3 separate regions of the Zea mays genome follow, and regions 1 and 2 are each linked to region 3. A link is a contact called in public Hi-C data. All regions are on one chromosome and are shown on one strand. The core of a region is the stretch at or near the end of the contact, and the rest is flanking DNA. Distances in the headings are between cores, read along the strand shown. Region 1 holds the start of LOC100276014. Region 2 holds the start of LOC100502213. Region 3 holds the start of LOC103639593 (VAN3-binding protein).

Region 1 (4,311 bases), core at 1,495-3,994, 400 kb after region 3:
CTTCTTCTTTGCTGAATTGGCGCTGATGCAATACGGATACGGCTTGGTGACACGTCTGCCTTCTCTGGTTGCTGCTTCTGCTGTCTACGCGGTCAGGCTCACTGTCAAGAGAGCTCCCTCTGGACCGACGCCCTCAAGCACCACACTGTTGTGTACCAGGTGCTCGGAGGAGCGACCCGCGAAGGGCAGCGGCAGCTGGTCTTCACCTGTTGGTTCAGTGCCGGCTGGAGGGCAACCAAGAGCAGGTTAGTATAGCACTATAGCCTACCGTGTAGTTTATTGACACATATTTCTATCTGTCGCTTGAAACATTTTCATCAATTTGATTGCTCTATTCAGTTATCCTTGTCTTCGCGCTGTCAGTATTTTGTTTGATAGTTCATCATTTGAATCTGATTTCATAACTACGAAGTGCATGTGTAGTTCATAGTTACAGACATGCACTAGGCCAAGAATGCTAGCTAGCCAGACATTAGCGGGCAATGGTGGAGCATTAACTGTTGGTCCAAATGAACAGATGGTTAAAATTAAGTGGCTTAAGTGACTGATATACAAATCCAATGGTCAAAATTTTAGAACTCAACGATAAACTGATAACTCTAAAATAGCAAAAATGTGCAAATACAATAAGTTTACAATAATGGAGTTTGGTCATCAGATATTGGGTGGACATTTATAAATAAGCCAGCGACAGTTAACGCGAGATAATCAAATGAAGTGTATATATCTAGCTGTAACTAATTTGCATAATTCTATTATGTATTTTAAAAGCTACCTTTCTTTTCTATTTTGCTTTTACTTTATTTCTTCACTCCTTCCAATAATAGGATGCTAGCTCTTTGATACTTTGTTGGTTACTATAGGAATACTACAGGCATTACATATATTGGCAATGTCACTTGATAATTGTATATTGCTACCTACACTTGTAACTGAGCCTAATTTATTTATTCGCCATGAAAGCTAGCATCGGTGGGATCAAAATGAATTGATGAACACATCGCTGCCTATATGATTGCAAAAAAAAGTAAAATTAAACTAGATCGACCAAATTCTCATTAGCCCTGTAGTTTAACTATTTGAGGAGTCAAGTTGGTTCTCTAGAGAAACCTTCAGTGTCTGTGCTGTTCAGATCCCCATGCATCTAGCCAGCTTAAGATACCAGAAAAAAATACTTATACCTAACATTGATATCTTAAACATGAACACATCTATCGTGCTCAGATAGAGTACACACACCAACGGTGCATAATTATCTTTTGGAAGTGTGCCCTTTTTCTCATGTTGGGCTTCTCGAGTCTATTATTCAGACAATGGATCCACTACAATTGAAATTGCTCTGAAGATTGCATTTCGTAAATTTTCTCTTGATCATGGAATTATGGCCAGTAGTGAAAATAGTACAAGAAATGAAAGAAACATTAAGTTGAAGGTATGTTATGGCCATACTAAACATCCTTTGTCTTCGTTGCTTAATCATTGACTGAACTACTAAACAATTCATAGTCAGAGAATGTTTTATGTTTATTCTTCACCACCATCAACCTTGGTTGATCACCATAGCCCTGTGTTTATCTCATTTATTATATTTCATATGTAATTTAGTATTTACAGGGGACAAATTAATATAAATATTGTGTAATTAACTGTAAATGCTCATTTTGTGCATTCTAATATATTCTTAATGATTCCTTTCTAGGTACTTGTTCTAAATGGTTCCTATCATGGTGATACTCTGGGTGTTATGGAAGCTCAAGCTCCATCGTCTTATACATCTTTTTCTTCAGTAGCCATGGTAATGAATTTGAATACTGTAGTTACTATAATCAATGTTTTTTTGACTTCTCTACTCTTTTAGTCATCTTTTCTATTACTTCATTGTGTTGATTGTGTTGGTGTTTATACTCTTCTTCAGTGGTTCTCTGTGCCAACTGCGGTCTTTTTTGTACCAGCCTTCTCTTTGGTAGCCTAATAGGATTTTCTTTCTACTTTTTGTGGAGAATTTAGTAAGACTTGGCTGCACTCTTTTTTACAACCACCTATCTTACTCTTGGTTATCATATCAGTAAGTAAAGTTGAGATCAATATCATGAGGCTTCTTTTATAGATATTCAGGTTAGGTACTTTTTAGATCCTCCAAGCTCCAACTGTATATATTAAACGTGACGTCTACAATATTTCTTTGCCCCTATTCCCGAAGAAGAAGCCTATGCCGTCGCACCACGCCCCAATCTTCGCTCCGGCCATGGCCCTCACCATGCCTGCACACGACCCCGAAGACGAGAGGTACATATTATTTATAAGACTTCATCTAATTAAATGGTGTAGTTGTGTGGTTGAAATGCCCCGCAATCTTTTTAGAGATAATTTTATTGATTTGTCTGTGTTCATCAAAATCATACTGTCTGACTATTTTACCATTTCGTCTTGTGCTAATTGGCATTGGTACCTTAAGACATTGCTTTGTTATTGACTTTCTATCAACATGTCATTTTCTCCTCACATCCAAGATTCAAGCCACAGATGAATCCGGCAAGCAAGTATGGAGCGCAGTTAGAATCAAGAACATCAACAATTCCCAACCTTTAAGGTTACAACTAATTGTCTCTATAAAATTCTAGAGGCACCATAATATTGATTAACAACATAACATGGTCACATATGTAATTATTGCACTATTTTTTCTCGTTGCAACGTACGGTATTTACCTAGTTCTATTATAATACTCGTAGGTCCACGTTCAGAGGCGGATCTGCGCGGCCCAGTTACTACAGCGAATAGGCGGCCCATCAGGTCACGTTCCGTCCCGACGTAGAGTCGCCAGTCCTCCCACAATCTCCAGCCGCCACTACGCCTCCCTCTAGCTCCAGCCGCCACTACGCCGGTCGCAGAGTCGCCAGCTGCCTAGACGCCCGGAGGCCCGCGGGCGCTCCCTCCTGGGCTGCTGGCCTCCTTCACATTATTGGAGCCAGAGGAGCGGGCGGCGGCTTGCACTCCATCCCATCGCTTGGGTGCGTCGCCCCGAATCCAATCGCCTGGTCAAGTCTGTTGCTGCCGGAGGTAGACGGACGCCTTATCGTGCTCGTGGCCGCAGCTAGCGCGCCGGAGCCACAGCTGGAGCGCTCGCCGGCGACGAGTCGCCGCCCCGCAAGGAGCCTACGCAGGCACGCACCGCCACGTCTAGGCGCCAGGCGGAGACGGTAGGTAGCTAGCTTGCTTTCCTCGCTTCCTCTTGCTGCGTGCTGAAGTATTGATCTGCTGACTACTGTTGTCTGTTGATATTTGGAAGATGTGGACATGGGGATTGGTAGATTGGAGACAACAGGCGACTTAATGTGCAAGATAAATTTGCTTGCAGCTTTTTTATTTTATTTTAATATTTATTATTAATTATGTATTTTAAAAAATATAAAACGTATCTACATATCGGAAATGTTTAGAAAAATGCCGTATCCGTGCTGCATAGTTGGGCGAGCCGGTCGGACCAACGAGGTCCCGTTCTGCGTTGGGGGTTGGGGGGACTCTGTTGTGCTTTTGATGCACAGCTCTCCTGCATACTTGAGATTTTCCTTTTTTTTGTTCAATAGTCATGCTAGCTGCTTATTTTTGGTTCAGTAGTTGCCTGACTTGATGAGGCCTAGGTGACTTCATGGATGTTGAGATGTTGCAATTTACTTGCATTCATCAATAGAGCGGCACAGAAGGCCCATGTGTTGGTTGGATGGGTCCTCTGCTATCTCTTGGAACTATCATATTTTGGGCCTAGTTCTTTCAATTTGTTGATAAATAAGTTTTATTTGTACGTCAACTGGTGAGTTTTATATTCTTTCCTGTCATCTTCTTGTAATATGTTTTACCACTTCCTGCAAAAAAAACATGTATTTTTACCGCTTTACTGGCGCAATTTAAACATCATTGCACTGAAGTTTTCTGGCCACATTTTATTATTATGTTGGTATCTTGTTCTAATCTATTGTCTATGTGCATATTATTGATGAAAGCGATTTCTTATACCTTTTCAGTTATTACCACAACATTAAAGGAGATGCCTTCACTCCAGAAAGCATTGCCTCCAGAACTTGCTGATAATGTGCTCAGGGTAACGTTTCTTTTGCACCTTTTGCTTTTTGCTGTGGTCTCCTTGTATTATGGGTCACGGCCAACTTTCAAATCAACTTGTACTGTTGTACTGTTAATGAATAGTCAGTCATCAGGCTTCATTCATTTGCATCAGTTACCCTAAATTCTAGCTTCAGCTTTTCCAGAAGACACATCTAATATGCACCCTGTAGCCTAGTTTTTTGTTACTTT
Region 2 (4,373 bases), core at 1,795-4,294, 400 kb before region 3:
CTGAGAATTGAGCAGTGATGGCATTGCAAGGCCATCTTCAGGATTCCGAATACTCAAAGACTGCACCAAAGAAGAATTCTCTGCAATTAAACCATGGACTTGTGAAGAGCAAATCTCCCTTTTTCTACGAAGAATTGCACATCTTTCATTTGCCTCAAGTAAAGCTCTTTGTGCTTTGCGATAAGCTCTAAGAGCTTCTCTTTCTTCAGCTTCACATTTTTGTCTATGCTCCTGAGCATCCTCCAATTCCTTGTCTTGTAATTCTTCCATCTCAAGTAGAGAGAACAATATTGTGTTCTGTGTCTCTACGCCTATCTGGCCACTGCTGTTCAAACATTCGTCATTCTGCGGGGAAAAAAAGAGGGGAATTGATCAATTGACCTTACCTTACTCATGATTCAAATTATCTGTGCTTTACTGCTGTAATAAAAAATTAATGTAACTAACACAGAAATTTGACACTGAAATCATGATTCCAGAAAAAGAAACTAAAATGAGTTCAACAATCAAATCAAAGCATGCACATGCTGAAATACATGCTTCCAGAAGGAACCCTTCTCAGTTAGTCAGTTTAGTGTCAGGTATAATCAGTACAAATTTCTAGTGGCTCCAAATTGCTACCATATGTGTCTCAGTTGCATTCAAGCTCAATAGTTCATTCCAGGGGGGCATTCTAGCAGGTTAGCAACACAGCAGAAGTATTAACTGAGCATTGACTAATTAGATGTATTACTAATAAACAAGAAAAATAAGTAGAGCATCACAAAAGTGCAGAACTAACCTCCTTTCCAGGTTGCAATTGTGGTGTTCCGTCTAACACAGGTGAAGTACCAACAGCCAGTACCTGTTGCCTAGCTTGGGCTGACGTCACAGGGGCCAACGCACTTGTATCTTCTGGTATAGTTTGTGTGTCAGTAAATGGTGGTTGTGCTGCAAGCCCATCATGTGACTCAAGCATAACATGGTTCTCAGCACCTCCTGAATCTTTGTGGTGACGTAGGCTCTTAGTTGCCCCACCTTGTTGTATTTGATCTGCAAGTTCTGTTGTGTCTGTTGTATCTGTTTCATTAACATTAAGGTTCATAGTAATTCCATTTTCAGACCGATTTGTCACTTCTGAAGATTGCACATTGGTTTTTCCTGATATAGAACCAATAGGTGCCAATGGTGTCAGGTCACTACAAAATTGGTTGTACTGCTGATTGAGCTTCAACCTTTTATTTGGTCCTCCACTATGTTCAGACAGACTATTAAAGCGTGAATATTCACCAATGCTGGAAGCTTCAAGCCTTATCTTTTCAGATGGCAGCCTTGGCTGATTGGAAGAAAAATCTGCATTCTTTGTAGCAACAGCGGACAAAGGTCTTTTTTGACCTTTTAGTTCATTTTCTTTAGCAGCTATCTTATGGCGCAAGATTTCTAACCTATGATCTTCAGAATGTACTCCTACCCCATTTTGAACTTTCTGTTTAGACTTTAGAGGATTAACTTGGCGGACAGGCAGCTCTTTCCTGAAAAAGGTATTACCTGATGCCCTGCCGGCCCCAACATTTCTATGTGTGAATGGAAAAGCAGGCAAGTGTGCAGGACCTACTTTTGAACCAAGGTTTTTCTGCTGAGATACTTCCTCTCTCATGATCCTAGTTTGCATACTGTTCCCTGTTCTCTGTGTACCTTGAGAGCTAGCCTTCCTAACTTTATCTCGCCCTGTCTTCCCAGAGTCTGCCCCACTATCATCATCTGAGAAAGTTATCAGAAGGTTATCACTTGACACAGGCTTCTGCCATGAAAGATTCCGGTTAGTGCCAGGTTTGAATTGCCCCTGATTCACCCTCATGATCTTCTTGTAACTTGGAGCAGACGCTTTATGATTCAGAGCATTTGAGACAATCAAGGTGTTACTGCCTATTAAGTCAGAGAATAAGAGGTATCAGGTAACGCAGCCAGATCAGTAAAGAAGCAGGCCATCAATACATGGAAGGAAACTGGCATAAAACATGAAACACAGGATCGCTAATCACCTTTACCGAGGAGACTTGCCGATGGCACTTGAGATCCAGCCTCCACAAACTTCCCAAGAATGGATGCGGCACCTAGCTGAGTTTGCAGAGTCTGTTCGAAGCAATTTAATGAGTATGATAAGCGACAAATGTTGCAAATCTAAGCTCACGTATCGGCAATAAATGCATTGGTATGTTCATACATAGGTACATAACACAAAAGGGTGACAGATATGCAATCATGTATGTACATGCTAAATATGAGAAATCGATAAATGCAGTGCATAAATAGATCAATCAGAATCTCACAGCACTTAAAGCGCCAGTCATGTACACCGTACAGTACCCAAACCAACAACACCGACTTGGCAACTACAACTTCAAGGCAGCTCAACCATAACAGCAGAATCAGATCGCATTTAAGCCCTAGATGGTTGTCATAGTCCTAACTCCTAAACACCGAACAACGAGCTTCTAAGCATGCATCCAATCCCATTCCCATACTGGAAGCCCTCTTCCGGTCGCTGCCAGGTCTTAGAGCCACAGCCAGTGCCACAACAGCGCGTCCATCCCCCAACAATTCGCCAAGCTACAAATCAAGCACGCTTCATCAGAACACCTAAGCAAGGAAGCATCCAGCACCGCCAATCCAAGTTCGGTACCCTAGCCGCGGGACGAGTCAAAAGCGTCAACGGCAAGCAACTGTAGAGCGGACGCGATAGAGCTGAAGCAGCTAGATCCGGGGACGAGCGAGCGAGCGCGGGTCGAGAAGGCGCGAGAGCTCACCTCGTCGTCGTCGGCGCCGGAGGAGAGCTCGCCTTCTTCGCGCACCCTCGCAACCGCTGTCACCGGCGGCGGAGGAGGAGGAGGAGGAGGAGGAGGAGGACGACGATGCGGGACCGCGCTAGGGTTCTGCGAGGCGGCGGGCGCGGGTTTCGAGCCCGTCATGGGAGGGAGGAAGCGAGGCGACGGTTTTGGCGACGCGGCCGCGTCGTTTTCGCCGCGTGCCGTCGCGCCCTCGTCCTCCGAGAACGGAAAGGGTAGGGGAAAGCAGCTACGATTTTTTTTTTGTCGTAGGCGCCGAGATCCTGACCGGTGGGGCCCGCAAGTATGGAGAGAGCCAGAGAGGGCGGCGGCGTGGCCCCGTGGGCGCGAGAGGGATTCCAATTCCCACGTTTTTTGTCTGCGGGGCCGTCGGATTTTCGGGGCTCACGCTATAGGTTGCCAAACGGGCCGGGCTATATGGGCCAGCACGAAACACGACTATTTTAATATGACACGAACACAGCACGTGTAACGCCCCGAATTTTTGCAGTTGAATTTTTTTTCTTTTCTTTACTCGCCAAAATTCGGGCGTTACCTTTTCTTTTTCTTTTTCCCTCGCTAAACCTTGACCTTTTCCAAAGTTCTAGCGGGATTCGGTTTGGAATTCCCGTATGTATAAAAACCCTAAATACTTTATGTTGTTTGATGCACCATGCCGAACCTTGCATTTCTTTTGATTGCTTTGAAAGTGCAAATGCATTCATGTAGAAAGATCGGATTTCGAAAATGTTTTCTTTCTCTTTTCTTTCTCTTTTCTCTCTCTCTTTCTCTCTCCTTTTTTTTTCTCTCTCTCCCGCGCCGTGGGCCGACCCCGGCCGGCCCAGCCGCCCCCTGGCGCCCCCCTCTTGGGCCTAGTAGGCCCAGCCGCCCCTCCCCCTCTTTCCCTTATCCCCTAACCCTCTCCCTCTCCCCCCTCATTTTCTCCCTCCCCACCCAAGCCGCCGCCCCCTACCCGCCCCCTGCCCTAGCCGCCGCCCCTGCCTAGGCCGCCGCCCCTCCCCGTCGCCGTTCGGCCGCCCCGCTCGGCCGCCCCGTCCCCGTCGCCGGTGAGCTTCCCCCTCCCCCTCTCCTCCCTCCCCCATCCCCTCCCCCCTTTCCCCATGGCCGGTTCGGCCGCCTCCCTGCCCGCCGGTTCGGCCGCCCCGCCCCCCGGCTCGGCCGCCCCCTGCGCCGCCTCCCTGCCCGCCGGTTCGGCCGCCCCTGCGCCCAGCGGCTCGGCCGCCCCGCCCCCCTGCTCGGCCGCCCCCCTGCGCCGCCCGCGCCCGCGCCCCGCCTAGGGCCGGTTCAACCGCCCTAGGGCCGGTTCAACCGCCCCCCCCCTTCTGTTTTTTTATTTTTTTTTATTTTATTTTATTTACTTTCTGTGATCATAATTACTGTATTTTAAGTAGGCTAATCACTGTTTATGCTATGGGAAATAGGAAGTTTAATTTAAAATTCCGTTATGCTATTGATTCACGTAGTTAATTGTTTACCCTGTGCAATGTTGATCAACTAAAAGTGATTAGGTTTCCATCAGTATATATAAATATATGTAACAGAATTCTT
Region 3 (3,945 bases), core at 606-3,105:
TTTGATAAGAGCATCTTCAACAATAGCTCAAACTGAAAATATAGAGTGCTCTAGTACAAAAAGAAATTACTCCACAATGACTTATTTGATAAAACTTGATTAAAAAATTATAGGGCACTTTTTTAAGTGCATTAAATATACTTCACCATAGTGCGCTGCCCTATAGTTTAGATTTGAAGCTTTATCGTTGGAGAGTAGAATATTTTGTTGATTTTCTCAATCTATAAAATATATATTTATTTTAATATTATAGGACATTTATATAGTTGACGTGGCTGGATATGCTCTCTGAGTTTGCTAAGGGAGTCTATGCCATGCTAATGATCCTTCCTGAGTTTACTAACCCTGTCTTCGACTCAAGGACAAGGTTCTTGCACAAATGCACAGCCCAAGTAGCAAACAAACGAGTACTGCTACTACTATGTTTACTAAGGCAGGCAGGCAGGCTGACAGAGCATCAAACAGAGGGAGCAGCGGCCAGATGAGCAGCTCTTACGGACAGCGTGGTTGAGAAAGCCAGGAAGCAGCAGTCAGACAGACAGGTACAGGCATGCAGACTGATGTGCAGCATCGATCTCAGAAAAATTACTAAAACAAAAGAAAAGATGCAGGCATGCACCATATCTTCTAAGCCCAGCTGACCAGGCTAGAGCAGAGATTGGAGTACCAAATAAAAAGCGCACGGCAGTTAATTAATTAATTAATTAATTAATTAATTAATAATAAAATAAGCAGAATTTGTTCTGATTAAACTGAAAGAAACACGTCCATCCAGGTTCTAAACGTCCGAGAATGTTAGAAGAGGGAGACCTTGGTGTCGTCGATCTCCGGCGAGACGGGCGGGCTGTCGGAGAGCGACCCGCCGCAGTTGAGAGGCCCGCTGCTGTGGGAGAGCCGGCCGGAGGTCAGCGGCGCCACCTCCTGTGTCCAGCCAAGCCAAGCCAAGCAAGGAAATCAAATCAGTGAGCCTCAAACTCAGTGCCGCGGCCGTTGCTGGAACCAAAAAAAAAACAAAGATCGAGCGCGCGGCGCGCCACTGGAGGAGTAGGAGTGTAGGACATGAGTATCACACTTCACACGTTTGTCGGTTTTGTTTTTTTTTGGTGCAGGAGGAGAAAGGGAAAAACGGCGAGTTTTTTTTTTTTGTCTGGTTCTTGTTGTCCTCACCTGACTCTGACTCCTCTAGGAGTAGAGGCAGAGTCAGAGGCATCTGATGGTGGCATAGATTAGATTAGGTTAAACAGAGGCGGCGACGGCGGCGGCATAGCAATCGGCATGAAGAACAGACGGAGAAGACGGGAAATCGGCAGGAAAAAAATCTAAGGAGAAGCCTGGCTGACTCGGATTTGTTTTCTGTTTGTAAGAAAGACCGGATTTTTTTCTCCGTTTTTTATTATTATGAGAATGGATGAGGAAAAAAGTGGCGAAGGAGGCACACGCACGTACCACCGACGTCGGCGCCATGATCCGGTCCAAGACGAGCTGCGAGGTGGCGGCGGACGCGAAGGAGAAGGAGGACCCGGAGGCGGCGTCGAGCTCCCCGGCGACGTCCTCGGCGATGGCGGCCCCGGAGGCCAGCGCGGGCGCGAGCGCACGGGAGACGTCGTCGGCCGCGGACGACGACACGCTCCAGGAGCGGGACAGGAACTCCAGCGGGTCCCGCGGCGGCTCCGGCGGGCGGAGCGGGAGGTCCCCGTCGCCGCCGCCGCCCGGCCTCCTGGCCCTGGCGGCGCCCGCGTCGGTCATGGTGGGAGCCTGGACGGTTGCTTGCTCCGCGTGCGCGCGGTCGTGTCGCGCGTGGGGCTTACAGCGCGCGGGGGCTGTGGTGGCGAGTGGCGAGTGGCGAGGGGGAGCGGAGGTTGCTTTTGGGAAGCGGGGGGTGCGTTTTATAGTGAGAGTGTGAGACCGTGAGTGTGGTCTGTTGAGACTTGAGTGAGACCGCGAGTGGCGACTAGGCCAGCTTTACTTGTCCTTGTCTTGGCTTATTACACTTGAGTTGGGTGATGTCAGATGAACGAACGGGCGGATGATCCAAAAGTCCGGGTCGTTGATCAGCTTAGCGTCTCTCTGTTTTTAGGAAGTTTGTTGGGCTATTAATTAAAATAAAGGTGCTGGGAACGAAGGGAAGTCATTGTTGGTTGGGCTTTGTATTAGGATCAATGATCATTCTCTTATCCATGCTGATACAAGAATGGATGGTCGCGCTGGAGTATATGCATTACCCGTGTACAGGTGAAGGTAATATTAATTTAGATAATATATTAGGTATATATTTGTGCGTTGCAATAGATTGCAATAGAGGACGCATAGGTCATTGTTTAATGATGCTATCAAATATCAACTCAATAATCATAACAATTGTCAAAGTCTACCATTTCGAACAACCAAAATTTGGTTCAATGCCACTATTAAAATTCGACTCCTTTCCTACATCGCTCCAGACGATCCAACTCTAGGTTGGATGGTCCGTGATGGTGCAGGGTCGCCTTCCTCCTCACAGGAACTTAGATCTCGTCTACCGAAGAGAGAACTTTAGGTGCTCTAGGTCGATAGGTCACCCGAGACGTCCCTAAACGATGTAGAGTCGTCTAAGAATTAAAAAAATCAAGTCAAGGAAGAGATCTTGAGTGAAATGGCAAGATACTAGGATCATCTTGGGGTCGGCAGGCCACCCACGACGGATTTAGACGATGTAGAGTCAAATATGGGTGGAGGTGGATATGCGGAAAGCTACAACTAGAACACGCTACACCTACTCCTAGGGCATGTTTGTTAATGAAAGGTAGATAAAGTAAATTGGTTCGATTGAAATGTGTTTGGTAGTTCTCAATCGGTCGTACCCCTTTATATTTATAGTGGAGGAGGTCTAGACCTATTCTTAGGCTAGATCCAACAGATTCTCATGGATAGGTTAGGATAACCACACATGTGATAAGTACTCTCGCCCGTGCTAATCTGGTCGCGGGTGCACGGACCGTTCGAGCCATAGGGCACCAACCATCCGTGCCAGGTGCCAGATATGGTGCTCAACAATATATTATTGGTCAAAGTAAAAATAGTTTGACTTAGGACAAACTCAAAACGACTAAATTATGTGGATTGAGTTGCTATGAATTAACTTCTTCGACGCACTGGCCCACCACAACGACTGTCTCCTATCCTTGACTCATCACCTTGAATTGCTGACGACTGAAGTAAACCTTGAGTGGCCAAGTATTTGTTGCTCATGTATATTGAAGTAAACCTTGAATGATTGTGTGTTTGTTCTTGTTGTATGTTGAAGTAAATCTTGAATAATGGATGAATTAAACCTTTAATGTTTGAAGTAATAAACTGAATATTTGTTCGCGTTGTACTTTGAACTAAACCTTGAACGACCCAAGAATCTTGAATGTATGAATATTTGTTCATGTTGTACTCTGAAGTAAAACTCGAATACTCAACTAAACCTTGAATGGTTGAATATTTAGTTTTGCTTGTTACGGGCAGATCAGCCCCATTAATCATGTGTGGCTGGTGTCTGGTGCAGTTAGAGGTGACAATGTGCTCTAAATTTTACACTATAACATTTAAATATCAAATCGGATTAGGATTGGTTCCTATTTCTATTCAATTTTAAACTAAAATTTATTTTGGGCCTAACCATTTTATGAAAAGCATTTGGATGGCCCCTAGGTGCAGGGATGGACTAGTTTGATTGGATATTTTAGTATATGGCATGCACGCGGGTGACGACGGTTGCCAATGATGGCGCGCGCATGACGGACGACGGACAGAGGAACATTAGTTATGAGCCGTCATCCCCAATGACGATGACAATGTCCGGTAATTAGGTCTTGTTTGGCTTGGGGTGACTAAAGTTTAGTAACTAAAGTTTAGTTATTTTTATGCCCCGTTTGGTTTGGTGTGACTAAAGTTTAGTTACTTTTAGTCTCTAAAGAAGCA

Evidence for each region. Hi-C and Micro-C count contacts between places; a contact is called where the count stands out from the background.
Region 1: a Hi-C map of tassel shows a contact between it and region 3, with 2.2 times the contacts expected there. The contact joins the promoter of LOC100276014 here to the promoter of LOC103639593 in region 3. A contact is called at or near these places in 4 of 25 Hi-C or Micro-C datasets (ear, leaf and tassel).
Region 2: a contact with region 3 is called in a Hi-C map of tassel, with 2.6 times the contacts expected there. The contact joins the promoter of LOC100502213 here to the promoter of LOC103639593 in region 3. A contact is called at or near these places in 2 of 25 Hi-C or Micro-C datasets (ear and tassel).

What each region holds. Positions count from the first base shown.
Region 1 is chr1:153,060,019-153,064,329 of Zm-B73-REFERENCE-NAM-5.0, reverse strand. LOC100276014 reads left to right here and starts at 2,744. Exons shown (of 6, transcript XM_035964112.1): 1 at 2,744-3,011; 2 at 3,095-3,204; 3 at 4,023-4,099. The coding sequence starts at 4,046. It also overlaps the pseudogene LOC103644966.
Region 2 is chr1:153,862,099-153,866,471 of Zm-B73-REFERENCE-NAM-5.0, reverse strand. LOC100502213 reads right to left here and starts at 3,044. Exons shown (of 9, transcript NM_001363234.1): 1 at 2,787-3,044; 2 at 2,022-2,112; 3 at 782-1,905; 4 at 1-345. The coding sequence starts at 2,948.
Region 3 is chr1:153,456,903-153,460,847 of Zm-B73-REFERENCE-NAM-5.0, reverse strand. It overlaps LOC103639593 (VAN3-binding protein), which reads right to left and starts at 1,855. Exons shown (of 7, transcript XM_008662325.4): 1 at 1,447-1,855; 2 at 811-921. The coding sequence starts at 1,746.